2 separate regions of the Hordeum vulgare genome follow, and region 1 is linked to region 2. The links are chromatin contacts, called in public Hi-C maps. All regions are on one chromosome and are shown on one strand. Each heading gives the region's core, a stretch centred on a gene start, on an enhancer-like site or on the middle of the called end of the contact. The rest is flanking DNA. Distances are from core to core; before and after follow the strand shown.

What was found. Hi-C and Micro-C count contacts between places; a contact is called where the count stands out from the background.
Region 1: a contact with region 2 is called in a Hi-C map of leaf, with 5 times the contacts expected there. The contact joins the promoter of LOC123444565 here to the enhancer-like site in region 2. A contact is called at or near these places in 4 of 6 Hi-C or Micro-C datasets (leaf and seedling) and 1 of 1 datasets of contacts at active chromatin or transcription factors (embryo).

The regions. Positions count from the first base shown.
Region 1 is chr3H:510,332,263-510,336,030 of MorexV3_pseudomolecules_assembly, forward strand. LOC123444565 (katanin p80 WD40 repeat-containing subunit B1 homolog KTN80.2-like) reads left to right here and starts at 2,112. Exons shown (of 17, transcript XM_045121335.1): 1 at 2,112-2,383; 2 at 3,700-3,768. The coding sequence starts at 2,353.
Region 2 is chr3H:510,139,679-510,143,146 of MorexV3_pseudomolecules_assembly, forward strand. No RefSeq gene overlaps it. Among protein-coding and RNA genes, the nearest start is that of LOC123441942, 190 kb to the left of the region's middle. Within about 2 kb of position 2,048, at least 3 of the 3 cell types and tissues checked have open chromatin away from gene starts, as enhancers often do. A contact at or near this core is called in leaf and seedling, where this site is marked.

The sequences.
Region 1 (3,768 bases), core at 862-3,361, 190 kb after region 2:
AAGTAACCAACGAGGGGCGAGAAGTATATTTATCAACGTGCTGGAAAGTTCATGCTAGGCAGGTCGATCAGTGTATGTAGGACAACCAAACATCCCGATCCCTTTCGCCACGGGCCTGGTGGGCCTCATGCAGGCAACCAAACGTGTCCAAAGTTGTTGGATTCCACACTAGGACACACTAAGTTTTAAAGTTATAATTTCTCGAACCTATGCTTTTGTCGGCCAGAAGTTCCAAAACTTGTTTGTCGGTCGCTTGTATCAAGTTTCAAAATTTGAAACTTAATAAAGTATTTAAAACCCATTAAGCCATATTAAAAATGAATCTCATCTGAAAGACATAGTCACTAGAAACATGAATATGCAAACAAAACTGAATTTGAATTTTTGGTTCAAAATATATGAAAGATTCAGAATCAAAAACCAAAAGAAAAGGCGGGCCTCATGCCCCGCCCATGTGTGCTACAAGTCTCCTTCCCCGTCCACCTTCTTAAGTAACCTTGACCTCCGTTGCATCATTTTAGGTCATCTCCGGCGATGTTCATCAAAACATCCTTACTTGTCTGCAGACAAATACAGACGCACAACGTGATACCCAATGACATCCCTTCTTGTGTGTGGATAAATGGTGGCAACAATTAGTCTATATATTTTTGTCAATTTTGAGCATTCAAACATAGACATTCAAAAGCATCCAGGTGACAACATAGTATCATACATCCTATATACATGTAACATACTAGGTAGCTTAAAACACATTAAAACTCTAGAGGCGTTGCTAAAAGGGTTGTTGCAGTTGAGGTGGGGCTGAAAGGAGGCCAGGCGGTCACTGATGAAATCGTCGTCATCGAAGGAGGACCCACCCAACCGTCATTGTTGTCCCGACGACATCTCAAATGGGTTACGGTGGCGACGATTAAGTAGGACGTGGTTATTTAGGATGGTGGAAGATATATATAGATAGATAGATAGATAGATAGAGAGAGAGAGGGAGTGTGTGTGTGTGTGTGAGAGAGAGGAAGAGGGGGGGTACAAGAAGGTTTGTTGATAGCGTCGGGTTGTCGGATCGACGTGCTGGACAGTCAGGACGTCGTGTACCCCTTCCCTTTGCTTGAGACCAAAGTGGGGGTTGTCAAACTAACCGGATCGGGGTAGGGGAGTCCGTTGGAGGCTTGTTTTGTTCATATACTATCCAATTTGCCCAAATAAGGAAACCCATTGAAGACACACTTAACATACTATCATGCGGATGATGCTCCTTCCGTGCTTGAGAATGCCTAGCCCGACTCATGAACATTAGCCAGTCATATACTATAGTTTCACAACTTGACCACCATTGAGGCCATCATCCAACTGTTTAGATGGCAACACTTACAAGACATTGCCAAACATCGTCACATTGAGGCATTACTAACTTGGGGCCATGAAAAATGCGTGCTATTTGTTAGACCTTTATGATGCAAGGTGTCTACGAGTACATATGACTGCTACACCATCTTTATCTTTTATTTTTCCATCTCGACCACGTCCTATCTGGATATGGTATTTCATGCAACCTTTGTACCGTCCACGTCATTTTTTTGACCACATATCATCCACAACTATTTTGGTATGCAATGTCACTTAATCTAACACCTAATCGAAGGATACTATCGTCGAAACCGTCGACCAATGTCCATCTCACTGTCGCCATAACCTTACGATCTTCATGTCACAATTTCTTTTGCAACACACTACTCATGGTCAACATTTCACCAAATGACAGAAATATATCAGATAGGTCTCATATCGACGGCAGGGCAAATGCACGAGCGCGAGTTGAAGACGATCCAAAATAAACTAAAACTGAATAATGCGCAACATAAAAGGTCAGGAGGTTATCCCTTTCCACAGCAAGGCCGTGCACGAGAGGTTTTTATTCGTTTGAACTTTTGGGTCGTCTCTCTTCCGTTCCGTTCCGTCCCGTTGCGTTCCGTTCCAACAGCAACGAAGGCGAGAAGAGGAACCTCTTTCCTTTATTGCGCTCTGAGTACAAAAAAGAAAAGAAACGAGACCACAAGCGGAGGAGGACCCAGGAGAGAGAAAGGACGACAAAAACTCCACTCTCCCCACCCACCCACGCCGCTCCACACCCATCCTTCTCACTGCTGCCTGCGACTGCGAGCAAGAGAGAGAGGGGCGAAGCGGCTCTCGTCTCGCTCGCCCTCCTTCCGCCCCCTCCACACAACCACTCGGATCCGAAATTCTCAACCCCGCTCCCGCCCCTGCTCCACTCGTCGTCGTCCGCGGCACGACGACCCCAGCGCCAGCGCCCGGGGGCCAGCGGCCCGGAGCGGGGGAGAGGCGGGAGGGGGGATGGACCCGGAGAAGCGCGGCTACAAGTTCCGTATCCCTTTTAGTTTTTACCTTTCTTGCTTACGCTCCGAGAGCTGTTCTTGGCTCGCGCTGTTCTTGGTTCGATTTAGCTCACGGGGGGCCGCAAGACCCAACCGTCTCCTCAGCTAATCCGGGTAGGCATTTGCGGTCCAGCGGATGGAGATTCTGGTCTGCGGTTTGTCGAAGCAACGGGGGGGAGATAGATTCATGAGAAAAGATTTACCCCCTTTTGTTTCCCCCTTTCTTGGCAACCTACGTCAATGAAGGCCCTGCCATTTCTTTTTTGAGGAATGTTGGCAGGAGAGCTGCCAAATCCGTTGATTACACAGGGGTATTACTGGAACACCCCCATTTCTTGAAGCAACCACTAAGCTAAGCCTCGAGCTTTGCGGGTTCCCCCCTTTTGCCCCAATTTAGGTTCGCAATGCCTGGCAATCAAATTGTATTTTTCCTTTGGAGCAACTACTATTGCTAATGGGATCCCAAATGTTCCCTCCACAAAAAGGAATGATAGGAGAAAAGACCAAATGCTGACACGCTTAGGATGATTCAGTCAAAAAACAGTAATGTGGATGGTGTATTTTTCGTAGTTGTCACAGACAAAAGGAAAATTCCCCATGAGGTTGGGCTCAATGGAAATTTTCCTCTGGAAGTTGCATAGTGGTCCATAGGAAAAAAAATTATGTAAGCCCTGTAGAATATATTCCTTAGAACCATAATGCTCCAAAATTCATATTAAAGTCCTTGGAATCAAAGACATCCAAGTTATTGTTGAGTGATCGACGGACAGTTCAAACCCATACTTCAGTAGTCCCTGGAGACAAAGAACAAAAATTAAAAAAATGTTTGGCTATGTGCATCTTAGTTATGCAGAGGCCGGGTGTAATGCTTAAACCATTTAAGTAATAAAGCGCCCCTTATCGAAAAAAAGTAGTTCCTGGAGACGGAATTTTGTGATAAGGAATCAAGCTGCAAGCGTCTTTTTTCTTTCAGTGCAACATGCTTTATCTGCACTTGTCCTTACCAGACATATCACCTCACTTTCCAAGCTACTGCATAATTATGTCAACTAGAAAAAAAATGGTTGGGGGTGATTTGCCTTTTAGCTTACCTAACAACACATGAGTATTGTATAGTTGGTTGGGTTGTGCTTACTGCTTAGCTGCACGTTCACTAAACATAGGACAAACATATGTCGTGTCAAAGGATGATTTAGTATGCACATCTTGCCAACCAATACTTCTACACGCAGGAAAGTCAATATAAGGCTCTGAAAATCTGTAGTTCTCAAACTTGACTTCTCCTTAACAAGTAATCTGAAACTAGAGGAGTTTGTTGCGCACGATGCTGAAGTGAGGTCCTTGGCCATCGGCAAGAAGTCGAGCCGTGTGTTCA
Region 2 (3,468 bases), core at 798-3,297:
ACTACCTCCTCCGTTGCCTTTTCGACAGCCACGAGCATTCTCTTCCCACGTCCGCAGGCGTCCAATCGCCTCCGTTATGGTCATGTCGTCGATGTCGTAAAGCTGCTCGAGCGTGCCGATGATGTACGTGAATTTGTCAGTCACTGAACTGAAAAATTTCTCCACAATCTCGGTCTCCTCGAGCTTTGCACCAAGCGCGCGGATCTCTCCCACCAAAGTAGTAAGACGCATGGCATAGTCGTTCACCGATTCAGTTTCCTCCATCTGCAACTTGTGAAATTGGCGCTTCAGCACTTGTGCCCGAGCCTTGGTGACGCGATCTTCTCCGATCCTCATCTCCTTGAGTGCGTTCCACGCCTCTCTTGCCGTCTCGAACTCCGCCAATGTCATTAGCACGGAATCCGGCACGGACTGGGCTATGGCGGCCATGGCACCTTCTTCGGACTCGTCATCGACGTCGTCGTCCGTGATTGCCTGCCACACTCGAAGGGTTCGGAGAATAATCTTCATCTTCACCGCCCACACGCCATAGTTGGCGTCGGTGAGCATCGGGTACTGGATGGGGATGTTGCGATGCGCCTGGACGTTAGCGCCGCTCGTTCCTCCACCACTGGTTGCTGACTTGACGCCCTTCTTCACCTTGTCGCCGTTCTTGTTCGCCTTGGCACCGCTGCTGCCGGACTCGACCGACTCAACGTCGCTGTCCGTCATCGTAGATCGTAGATCGTTGAGGCTCTAGATACCAATTGTTGGCTTTTGAACCGTAGATCAAATCACCACCAAAGTTTGTACTCGCAGTGTAGCTAGCGTAGCTAGCAAGCTAGCAAGCTAGTAGTTTGATGGATGATTGATGGGTGGTCTAGCCAGTACATGGACGCGTACGTACTTGAGCTAGCTGATCGATTTGATCGATCAATTCTCGACAGCTCAAAGCGTATCGATGAAACTCAGCGCAGCAAACGAATCGGTGGCCGTAGGCTCGTATCGAGCCTGTTAACTTTCTTTTGCTTTTCAATTGATCTTCTGATCTTCTTGGTACAAAGACTACACAGGGGTATATCGTATATATATTGCTAAGCTAGGCCTACTGCAAACCGACTCGGTTTGCAATACTACTACTAATCCTACTCGGTTTGCAATACTAACCAAATTAGGACACACGTGTACGTTTAGACTACAACTAGGTTAATTACTACAGTCTTCCTCTAATGAGATGAGTAAGACGCGGTGTTCAAGAGCTGCGGCAATGTTGAGAGTGTTGGGTGTGACGCAACGCTGACGAAATACATTGGATACAGTAGCGGTTACCGTAGTGACAAGTTTCAACAACTTCAGTGATCGTATTTTAATCTTATTAAAATGATAAATGCTTCCATCCCGCGCGCCGGCCGAATCGTTCGGCCAGACAGCCGTGCAACTTTTTTTTATCCGATTTTGCTGCAACCACGTTTTATTTTGCTTCAAAGTTTGTCATTTTGATACATTCTTGTTCATTTAAAAAGCTGCATCCATGGTTGGTTGCAACTCGAGTTCGTTGAATTTTTGCTATAACCGACGTTTGACTTTTGCTACAACTGTATTAATTTTTGCTACAACCAGCATCACTGTTTGATGCAACCGTTTACTAAAAAAGTTGCATACACGTTCACGTAGATATTTGCTACAATCGGTGTTTGACTTTTGCTACCACGCATCATCAGCTTCTTTTTTTGCTATGATCACGTAGATATTTTTTGCTATAATTTTTTTTGTTGCAACCGTTAACGAAAATTGTTGCATCACATCAAAATTTGCTGCATCGAGGAAAAATGTTGCATGGATAGATCTAACGGTCCCCCTCGCTGATCTGACGGTCACGATGCGACCGGCGAGAGTGCTCGCACCTACACGCCGACGCCGGTACTGACCTTTCAAAATACAAATATGAAATTAAACCCTAGATCAAGTTAACGTACCGCACATGTAATTTTTTTCCCATCCGCCGCATCTACTGTTTGCTCTCCACGGGATGCGCTTCAAGCGAGGAGAGAGCAAGCACAGTCGCACAGAGACATAATGGGGCCCAGTACGGCCTGAAAAGGAGTTGGGCGCCGATTAATAATAACACCGGGCAACCATACTTGGGTTTCTATTTTGTCCGGTCCATTCACATTGATTCAGCGTCCGGCCCTGAACTGCTGGCCCGCGACTCAACAACCAAAAACATCTTTGCTTACAAAAATTGTCTAAAAAATAATTGCTTATTTTTTTATATTTCTTCACGTGCTTGGCCACGATGGAAAGAGAAAACATGTTCCATCATTTGAGTTCAGGCTATAAACTATATTTCTTTATTTAATAACGATGTTTCTTTTTTGCGATATAAAAGAAAAGTGCTGGTATTAGCAGATAATATTTGACTTGTTTTTCAAATCGAGTGATGTGTTCTACTAAAAAAATACTAAATGATACATATGGCACGAGTCAACATGGTTCACACGTCCTGTAACCATTCATCTTGCCACATCAAACATATGAAATTAACGATTTGTTTTTGATTTGTTGACTTATTTTTTTACCTTTAAATAAAAAATCCAATTAAAAAACCATTTTTACCATTAAATCCGTCTCGATGAGATCTTTAAAACTAGATCCCATATTGAAATGTTTTGACGAATTTTTTTGGGAGGGGCAACAAGTTACCACATGTTTACACTGAAGTTGTCATAGGATTTACAATAAAATTGTCACGACATGTTTCATCTAGTTTTTTCTTCTAGATTTAAAGCTATCATTGTATTTGAAATATTTTTCATGGTAATTTTTATTAATTGGCCGTGGCAAATTTTAGTAATTAACCACGGCAAATTTAATTCATGCATTATGGCAACTTTTGGTAATTCATCATGGCAAATTGAGTTTATAGATCATTGCAATTTTAGTGTTTTGACCATGACAATTCTAGTATTTTAAACATAAAAACATTTTTTATGAAGCATGGTAAATTTTAGTGAATGTATCATGACAAATTTAACCATGGAAATTTTAGTTTATGCTTCATGACAAATTTGAGCAAGTGACCATGCATTTTTTGAAATGACCGACGACATATTTATTTTTTACTTATGAACCATGTCAAAATTATTTCATGGATCATCGCAAGTTGTAGTAATTCATCATGGCAAGTTTAGTTTGTTAACTTCCTTTTTTATAACATGTCAAAATTTATTTTAAACATAGAAAAAGAAGTAGTTGAAATATATCATGCCAACTTAAGCGTAATTATGATATTAATTTATATGCAATAGACATGATAATTTTTAACCTAAAAAAAGTCATCAAAACATATCAATACGGGATCTAATTTCGAAGATCTCATCGCAACAAATTTAATGATGAAAACGGTTTTTCTATCTAATTTTTTATTTAAAAGATAAAACATTTTAAAAACTAAAAAGACAAAAGGTTCATGTTGACATCATTTGTGCA